Regions from separate parts of the Sus scrofa genome. Here region 2 is linked to region 1. Evidence: chromatin contacts called from public Hi-C data. All regions are on one chromosome and are shown on one strand. The core of a region is the stretch at or near the end of the contact, and the rest is flanking DNA. Distances in the headings are between cores, read along the strand shown.

What was found. A called contact is a pair of places that touch in the nucleus more often than the background predicts.
Region 2: a Hi-C map of liver shows a contact between it and region 1, with 1.6 times the contacts expected there. The contact joins the promoter of FAM166B here to the promoter of RUSC2 in region 1. A contact is called at or near these places in 1 of 5 promoter capture datasets (liver), 21 of 47 Hi-C or Micro-C datasets (adipose tissue, alveolar macrophages, blood and 11 more) and 2 of 2 datasets of contacts at active chromatin or transcription factors (alveolar macrophages and skeletal muscle).

The regions. Positions count from the first base shown.
Region 1 is chr1:236,263,924-236,268,731 of Sscrofa11.1, forward strand. It overlaps RUSC2 (iporin), which reads left to right and starts at 1,992. Exons shown (of 12, transcript XM_001927812.5): 1 at 1,992-2,304.
Region 2 is chr1:236,322,385-236,327,192 of Sscrofa11.1, forward strand. FAM166B (family with sequence similarity 166 member B) reads right to left here and starts at 2,597. Exons shown (of 6, transcript NM_001243630.1): 1 at 2,498-2,597; 2 at 1,891-2,114; 3 at 1,584-1,801; 4 at 1,324-1,375; 5 at 1,040-1,237; 6 at 509-770. The coding sequence starts at 2,559. The coding sequence ends at 682. It overlaps RUSC2 (iporin), which reads left to right. Exons shown (of 12, transcript XM_001927812.5): 12 at 1-574. The coding sequence ends at 112.

The DNA of each region.
Region 1 (4,808 bases), core at 742-3,241:
GTTAAAGGATCTGGTGTTGCCACAAGCTTCAGTGTAGGTCACAGATGCAGCTTGGATCTGGCATACTGTGGCTGTGATGTAGGCTGGCAGCTGTAGCTTCAATTCTACCTCTAACCTGGGAACTTCCATGTGCTACGGGTGCAGCCCTAAAAACACCAAAAAAAAAAAAAAAAAAAAGGAGTTCCTGTCATGGCCCAGCAGTTAACAAACTCGACTAGTATCCATAAGGACATGGGTTCAATCCCTGGCCTTGCTCAGTGGGTAGGATCCGGCGTGGCCATGAGCTGTGGTGTAAGTCACAGATGCGGCTTGGATCCTGCGTTGCTGTGGCTGTGGTGTAGGTCAGCAGCTGTAGCTCCCATTTGACCCCTAGCCTGGAAACCTCATATGCCATGGGTGTGGCCCTAAAAAGACAAAAAAAAAAAAAAAAAAGAAAAAAGAAAGAAAAACTTTTTTTTTTTTTTGTCTTTTGTCTTTTTGTTGTTGTTGTTGTTGTTGTTATTGTTGCTATTTCTTGGGCCGCTCCTGCGGCATATGGAGGTTCCCAGGCTAGGGGTTGAATCGGAGCTGTAGCCACCGGCCTACGCCAGAGCCACAGCAATGTGGGATCTGAGCCGCATCTGCAACCTACACCACAGCTCACAGCAATGCTGGATCCTTAACCCACTGAGCAAGGCCAGGGATTGGACCCACAACCTCATGGTTTCTAGTCGGATTCGTTAACCACTGACCAGGAACTTCCCCCCCAAAAAAATTATTCATGACACTTGTTAAAGAGTAGTAAGGCATACTTTAAGTAGCGGGGTGGAACCATGGAGTAGGTAGAGACCACTGCAGCAGAGTGTTGCAGTGGTGGACAGATTGAGCTCAACTCCGACCCCAACAAAGACAATGGTAATTTATCAGCCCAGAAACAGAGTAGTGGTAGAGGTCAGTGGGTGGAAAAGTACAGCCTTCGTCAATTTGGGCTGCTATAATAAAACACTTCAAACTGAGTAGTTTATAGACAAATTTCTCACAGTTCTGGAGACTGGGTTGCTAAGTGCCCTCTTGTCACAGACTTCTCACCTGGAGGATTGGGCTAGGGAGCTCTATGAGATCTATAAAACCACTAATCCTAATCCCGTGTGCTCCTCATGACCTAATCACTTACCGAAGGCCCCACTTAATCTTTGCAGGTTAGGATTTTAACATATAAATTTTGGAGGGATATGATCATAGCAGTTACCAATAAGAAACATCAGGAATAAGGGGGATTCTTAGTAGACCAACTCAAAAGAATTTTTGCTGGAGGCAGACCAAGGTGCTAAAATATCAAAGGTGGTCAGATACCAAGGGTGTTCGATTTTTCAACAAACTGATTTACAGGGATCCTTGCTCAAAACTGAATTGTACAGGGACACAGAGAGAAGCCCAAAGATGAGCCTAACCCCCGGGGGCAGACTTAGCCTGACTAAATTTTTGGCTGAAGGAGTCTTTGTCCATTCTAGATTTTACCAGGTTTTTCTTTACCCTGGCTATACAATGGGATACTTGAAAAAATATCAAAGCCTGGGAGTTCTCCTGCAACAGAGAGGGTTAAGGATCCAGTATTGTCACAGCAGCAGTTCCGGTCACTGCTGTAGCTTAGATTCATTCCCTGGCCCAAGAACTTCCATAAGCCCCAATCACAGAAATAAATAAATAAATAAACAAACAAATAAACCAAAGCCTGCCGCACCACCCAACCCCTACTCCACCCCACAGGTGATTCTAGTTCACTCGGTCCCGGCTGAGATCAGGCTTTAGTTTTCTTTTTCTGGTTTTCCCAAGAGGTTCCACCCGGGTGTCAGGCAGAGAATCGAGGCCTTAGCCAAAGGTGGGGGCACAAATGCACCTCCCTTCCACAGGGTGTTAAAGCTGCGCGAAGGTTCTCTGGGTTCCAGCACAAGGCAGTGCTCTTAACCCGGCACCACCCGAAGGGGCGGGGCGCCAGCCGCAGAGGGCGGGTCCACAGCCAAAGCCTCGCCGCTTCCCTCGCGGGAAAGCACTGCGCGTGACTCGTTGCGCCTATTGCAGCGGGAGCAGGGGCGGTGGGTGAGCCCTCGCGGGCCCAGCGGACCGAACCACGGGTCGTCCGGAGGGGCGGCATGAGGGAGACTCGGGTTGGACCATCAGCGCCACAGCTGCAGGGGGTAGCGGGCGTTACCAAGCTGTCTAGAGAGGCGGGGGACGTCTGCTTGTCCCGGCTGCAACGCGACCCCTGGAGTGCTCGAGACTACGTCGCCGCCTTCGCCGTGGGAGCACAGTGAGGCGAGAAATCAGGTAGGACGCTGAGGCGAGAAACCTGGGGGCGGGCGGAGTCCCGGAGACCCACTGCCTTCCCGTTGCAAACGATCCTTTAGGAGAAAGGCCCACCTATCCAGCCCTTAGCGCCCCCGCCCGGACGCTCAGCCTTTCCCCCTGGTTCCCTCAGGCCCACCCTCCCTCGCATCTTCTCCGACCCCCTCGAGCAAGCTCCATCTTCAGCCTGCCCTGACACTTCAGCTCCGCCGTACACTGAACCCTCAGACACCCAGGACCAACCATCCTTTCAGGCGTCTCCCCAGCTCCAAGCCAACCGTCTCTCAAACTGCCCTTCGGAGACACCCCCTCAGTTGACTCGTGCCCAGTAGTCATCGTTGTACTGCATCTCCTGTGACCGCCCTGCGGTAGCGCGGTAGCCCAGCACCCAGCCCGGGTCCTTTGCACCCTCCGCCCTTTTGGCCCCTGGTTGCCAAGCTGGTATCTGCATCCAGTTTTACCTTGAGAAAACCTTTGGCCTGGCAGTTTTGCCAGCCCCCTGCCACCACTCTTAACCTGCTGCAAAGGGCGCTGTCATCCCGTTGCCCAGGGCTGGCTTGGGCTTGCCAAGCTGGCCCTGAGGACATCAGGGGACAGCTCTGAAGGCAAGAACCATTCACTGTTCATTTTTATCTACAACGCCCAGCACAGTGCCTGGCACATGGTAGCATTCAGTAAATGTATGATGGGTGGGTGAATGAGCCCAATGCAGAGACTGTGAGGCAGAGTGCTTTAGAGGGGAAAATATCACTACCTACTTGACGGGGGGCGGGGGGGGGGCAATCTGGAGGGCTACTTGCACTCATTGGGAGCATAGAACTGAATATATGCAGTTTTCAATTCATGCGTCTGATTTCTTTTATATAGGAGCCTCTACATATCAGCGGTTTTCCCTTTATGTTCTGTTTACCAAAGTCATGACCCGGGAATTTTTACTGGTCAGTGCCTTTAGAGGCTGCCCAGATAATCTTGAGAGAGCTTTGCCGGGATGATCCCTACCCGATCCTCTGCTCCAGAGACTGGCTGCTCCCTTTAGGGAAGAATTGTGGAGGCTAACTACAGCCTTTAAATCCGACTTGGTGTAACTGGTCTGCTGGTGCTTCGGGACAGGTTGGAGGAATGAAGGATCTCAGTTATTTTACCCTTTAGTTCTTGAGTACATCTCTTCCCCACCCCCACTGGAATAGAAATCCCAGGCTGGCCTAGTGTGAGAAATATTCAAAGATTCCTAAATACTGCTACGGTATGATCAGGCCATATATGGGCCATTTATATCTCAGTAGACCGGAATGGGGCAGGGATTACCACTTTGTGGACATATCTGTAGTAAATAAGAACATAGGCCTTTTAAAGATGTTTTTCTCTAAGAACAGAGAGCCTGAAACCTGTTTTGTTGATTTCTAGGAGGATGATCTGAAAAGATTCAGTTTGCTGAAGCTAAGACAGGGTTCTGAGACCTCAGTTTTCGCCCAGGTTCCACGGGGAAGTAGATGATATTGCTGAGTATTGAAACAATGGCTGGAAAGCTGTGGGAATTTATAAGCTAAGAAATAGTTTGCCTGACTACTAGTAGCATTATTGTACCTGGGGCTCAGAGTGTAGGTAAAAGCAATGGCTGGAGTTTCTTAAGAGGCTCCACGGAAATTAAGCAGTGGTATGGTTTAGAGGAGGGGAGATACCACCAGATCTCTGGTGTTCTGCTACTTGTGTCCCTCATATGTATGGCTATAAGGCAGTCATCCTCGCTGTTTCTGCTCTGAGGAAAGTCAAAATCTGGTTTCCTCTGATTTTTATGCTGTGTTTAAGGTCCCTTTTTGAGGCCAGGCCTGCCTAACTAGAACCTGGGTATGTTCTCAACCATTTCTAGCTTTAATATATCCTTTACTTTTTCTTTTTCCTATTCTCTGACTTATCATTATAACTTTATAAAGTAAATCTTGGATCAGGAATTTCAGATTTTTCTGAAAGCAGAAAGGGGCTCCTGAGCTGGGTTAAGCGTGGACATCGTGCCTGTAGACCAGTTTTTGAGTTTAGTTTTTGGTTAACCAGTAAGTTTATAATGGGCTTTTCTACTTTTCCCTGTCTAGAGTCCCTGTTGAAATCTCAATAATCCCAAAAAACTCTGGATTATTTTATGTAATTTATCTTCATTTCCAGTACTTCAGACTGTTGCCAGATAAAATACAGGATGCCAAGTTAAATTTGAATTTAAGATAAACAACAGAGTATCCTGTATTTTTATTTGCTAAATCTGGTAACCCTAGTTCACGGGAAGGCTTGTGTGTTCTATTTTTCCTCTCTACAAATTTAGGACAATAACTCACCCTTTTCTTCTGTTACACACAGTGACTGAGCAGCCTATTAAAAGTCACTTGACTGAGATGGCTCACTCACTGCATGTTAGGGTAAGGGCAGATTCTGTAGTGATCATCCACTTGATCAGTGTTGAGGTTACCCAGAAAACACCCACTCATACATTGACATAT
Region 2 (4,808 bases), core at 1,347-3,846, 59 kb after region 1:
CGGAGGAGACTGGCTGCGCTGCAGCCGGGGCCCTGACACCGGCCTGGTGCCTCTGGCCTATGTGACTTTGACCCCAACTCCAAGTCCAACCCCTGGAAGCAGCCAAAACTGAGGCCCTGTGCATGTTGGTGGCCTCAGGGACCCTCACGACCCCTAGACTCATAGCCTGAGAGCCCTTCCCAAGCCCTCTGGCTTGGTTACAGAGAGTAGACCAAGAGCTAGGGGCCACATATCCCTGTGCTCAGTATTAATAACTCCTCTTTAACTGTCCCAGTGACTCCGTCCAGACCTCCACCCAGGAAGGAGGGGAGGGGCGCAGCACTGGGCTGCCAGAATTTCCCCAGCACATCCCTATGGGGGGAGGTGACCAGAAGGCCCATTTGCAGGGTTCCCTAGGCCAAGTGGTGAGGAGGATGGAAGACAGTATTAGGGCCAGCCCCCTAAGCCTCCAGCTGTAAATAGGCTGTGGCCAGTGCTGGTGGTCAGAAGAGGGAGGAGGAGCCCAGGCTTCTGTTTATGTATTTATTTATTTATTTATTACACCTATTAATAAAAAAGGTGCTCGGCCTCCAAACCATTCTCTCTTTGTGCCTCCTCCCACCCTTCAGCCCATCTTTCTTCTTTACAAAAGGATGGCTGGGATAGGATGAAAAGGGAAGAGAGAACTTGAAGTCCAGGTACCTATGCCAGGAGCTGCTTCTGGAGGGTGCTGAGGCCCAGAGCATCATGGGTGAGATGCCCATATGTGCGGCCAAACTGGAACTTATACCCTGTGTGGTGAAAAGAATCTGTCATTTATAGCCGGAGGCCGAGAAGTTATTTCTCAGCCAGCTACCAAGAACCTTCAAGCTACCCTCCAAAATCTGATCCTAATCCCAACTAGGAGCTACAGCAGTTTCCTTATCTCCGCAATGATAAAGCTGAACCACGTGATCCAAGGTCCCCCGTATCTACTGGTACCAACCCCCAAACCACCTCCATCTATCACACACACGCAAATATTCCAGTCCCCAAAGCCTCCCTCTGAGATTTGCCTTACCTGGCACATACCCCCCATATTTAGGCAAAAGGCCTAGGTTATGAGGGTAGGTCCTGGAAAGTGGAGGAAGATGTTTAGGATCCTTCTGGGATCTGCCCTGTGACTTCATCTGGTCAAATTCCTGCAGTGCCTGGTTGCTGAGCACAGGAAAGCTGGAGCCAAAGAGGAAGCGGGCACGGGGCACATAACCAGTGAAGCCTAGGGGGTTGGAGGGGGAATACTAAGCCAGGACCTCCTGAGCACCGCCCGCCCCATGCCTTTGGTCGTTACCTACAACTTCTCACCTGACATGAAGAACTTTCGAGGATCTCTGTCATCCATAGAATAAGGGGAAGCCTTGTGAGAAGTTAATAGAAGAAAAACATGACTATCAAATTCAGCCCCTGGGCTGGAACACAAGCTCCCAGGGAGGTGGAGCTGGCAGTCTAGCCCTCGTCCCTGTACCCACAGCCATACTACTCACGGTCACCCCAGGCCTGGCCACAGAGAGGTAAGGCTTCCAACTCCCACCCCACTGTACTCCCCTCAGCCTTCTTGGCCTTACTTGCTCCACCTCCTGCCCCAGCTCTGGCTCGTTTTCCGCCTCCACCTCTGCCTCCAGCTTTGGCTGTTGGTCTTTCTCCATGTCTTTTTCTCCCTTGGCCTCCTTTGGTAGCTCCTGACTCCCTTGTCCCCCATACCACTGAGTAAAATCATTCAGAGCTTCAGCCCAGACCTGGTTGCAGTTCTTGGCAAAGATGAACTGTGCCTGGGGTACAAAACCTAGGCGGGCAGGGGATAAGGAAAATTTCTGTTAGTGTGGGGGACCCTTGTTCTAGGTTGGGGGTACCTGTTCATACCTGTGTACAAACCTGTATACCCAGGGATCATGCTGGAGCTGAGCCTTTCATGTCCACGCCTGACAGGCAGGCTTCTCCTGGGAATCTCAGGAGATCTTGGAGACCGAATGGGAGGCAGAAGTGTGCGATGGGCAGGGGGCCACGCTAGGCCAGGAGAGCCGCGAAGTAGCTGACCAGTTGTCTGCCCGTAGGTCTGACCCATGCTGAACCGAAGTAGTGGGCAGTGTCCGGTGTACCTGTAGCACAAGTCTCACCCACTCACCTCCAGAATCCCCTGGCCTCACCGTCCCCAGAGATGGGAACAGAGACCTCTCACTCCCAGATCATTTCTGGACTCAGCTGTGTGTATATTTGGAGCAGGCATTTCTTAGTTCTTTGTCTGTGTTTTCAACCCTTCCCCTCTACTGTTACCCTGTTACCGTGGAGAACACAACACAAAGCTTCATGGTAAGCCTGGCTACTCCTATTCCCTTGCTTTTCCTTTTCCATCCAACATAGATGTCCCGGCCCTAAGCCTCCCACGCCATCATGTCCACTTCACCCCCAGGTGGCACAGTTCCTGTATCCTTACCCTTATTCCCAGAAGCTAACAGGGGTGTGCTCTGGGTAGAAGTCTTACCCTGGGATATAATGTGGGTTCTTAGGGTTCAGCCCTGGTATGAAGGTGCTAGCCATAGTCATGGGAACCCAGTCAGTTCGTTTTGTTTCTCTTTGAGCTAAGCCTCTGGGCTGTGTGTACTGACTGTGTCCAGGGCGGTGAGGTGGAGCCAGAGGCAGGAGGCGGGGCTCAGGGAGGAGAGGAGAGGGAGCACCAGTGGGATGACTGCCAGGGCCCAGGCCTGCGGGACAGGAGAGCAGAGGCTCACGGGTCTGTCTGTCCCAGAGCAAATACAGTCCTGCCACCTGGGGGCAGGGAGAAGACTTGAGTACAGCTGCGGCACTCCAGGGCCCAAGAAAGCCCTGAAGTGGGAGGTGGGAGAACTAAAACTGTAGGTCCATTGAGCTCTGTCTCAAAAGAGAGCCCTTCCTTCTTAAGCCCTTGTCTGAGCACCTCCCTGAGGAGATGTGGATTCTACTCTTTGTGAGTTTTGGTGGAAGGTGATAGAGTTCCTACGAAAGCCCAGAGGGGAGATTATAGGGGGAGAAAAGGAACCTAGAGAACTCTAGGCAGTGACATTGTTTATTTTCAATAATATAATTTGACAAGAATTACTACTATAGTCCAGATCATCATCTATTCAACAAATATGCCCTGCTCTGCCAGGCACACTCTACAGTGGCAGAGTCTGAATGGCTAAGCTCCATATGACTAGGACAAGTCGTTTAGTATCTCTGAACCCTACTCTCTTCAATTATAAAATGCAGATAGTACCATTCACCCTGTTATTGTCGTGAGACTCAACTTAATGTATGCAAATATGTTTTGTAGCAATAAACAGGGTAGAGCAAAGTACACAGGTGTGAAGTCAGGCAGTCATGCGTTCCAAATAGCTTGTGACCTTGAGCCAAACTACCTTCTTTGAACAAGGTGACTTCTTCTGAACCTGAAATGCCTAAACTTTTTTTTTTTTTTTTTTTTTTTTTTTTTACTGCAACCATGGCATGTTGAAGTTCCTGGGCCAGGGATTGAATCTGCACTGTACTTGGGACCTGGGCCACAGCTGTGGCAACACCAGATCCTTAACCTGTTGCACCACATAGGAACTTCCTGAAATCCCCAAACTCTTAACATCCCTAAACTCTTAACTCTTAAATCCCTAATCCCTTAACTCTGTGGCAACACCAGATCCTTAGCCTGCTGCACCACATAGGAACTTCCTGAAATCCCTTAACTCTTAAACTCTTAACTCTTAAAATAGCCTAGCCTAACCTACCAAGGTGCTGTTAAGAATAAGGTCAGGAATTCCCATTGTGGCTCAGTGGGTTAATAACCCAGCATAGTGTCTATGAGCATGCATGTTGGATCCTTGGCCCCAACCAGTGGGTTAAGGATCTGGAGTTGCTGCAACCTGAGGCGTAGGCCTGCAGCTGTAGCTCTGATTTGACCCTTAGCCTGGGAACTTCCATACGCTCCAGGTGCAGCCTTAAAAAGAATAAGAAAAAAAAAGAATAAAGTCAGATAGTGTGTGTGAAAGAACTTATCCCAACACCTGGCACATAGCTACTAAAACTTAATTTCCTTTCCAGTTGTCTAGTTTTGTCTTTAAGCTTCTACACAAATAGGAGATCAATGAATAGTTAGTAAATTCAGTGGATACAAGTTTTCTCACTGTGGGAGTTCAGGGGAAGGAGATATGAAGATAATGTTGGGGTTTAAAACTAAGGGGCAGGAAGTTCCTGCATGGCACACTGGTAACAAACCCGACTAGTATCCATGAGGATGCAGGTTCAATCCCTGGCCTCATTCAGTGGTTTAAGGATCCGGCATTGCCATGAGCTTTGGTGTAGGTCACAGACTTGGCTCGGATCTTGTGTTGCTGTGGCTGTGGTGTTGGCAGGCCACCAATTCAGCCTCTAGCCTGGGAACTTCCATATGCCATGGGTGAGCCCTAAAAAGACAAAAATAAATAATATTAAGGGGCAGATTGAATTTGTTAAGAAAACAATTCAGATTCTAAGAGAAGTACAGACCTGGGTGAAGCTCCCGTCGTGGTTCAGTGGTTAACGAATCCGACTAGGAACCATGAGGTTGCGGGTTCGATCCCTGGCCTTGTTCGGTGGGTTAAGGATCTGGCGTTGCTGTGAGCTGTGGTGTAGGTCACAGATGTGCTTGGATCCCATGTTGCTGTGGCTGTGGTATAGGCCAGCAGCTACAGCTCTTATTAGACCCCTAGCCTGGGAACCCCCATATGCCGCGGGAGCGACCCTAGCAAAGGCAAAAAAAAAAAAAAAAAGAATACAGATGCAGGGAAAGAGATTGGACAGGGAAA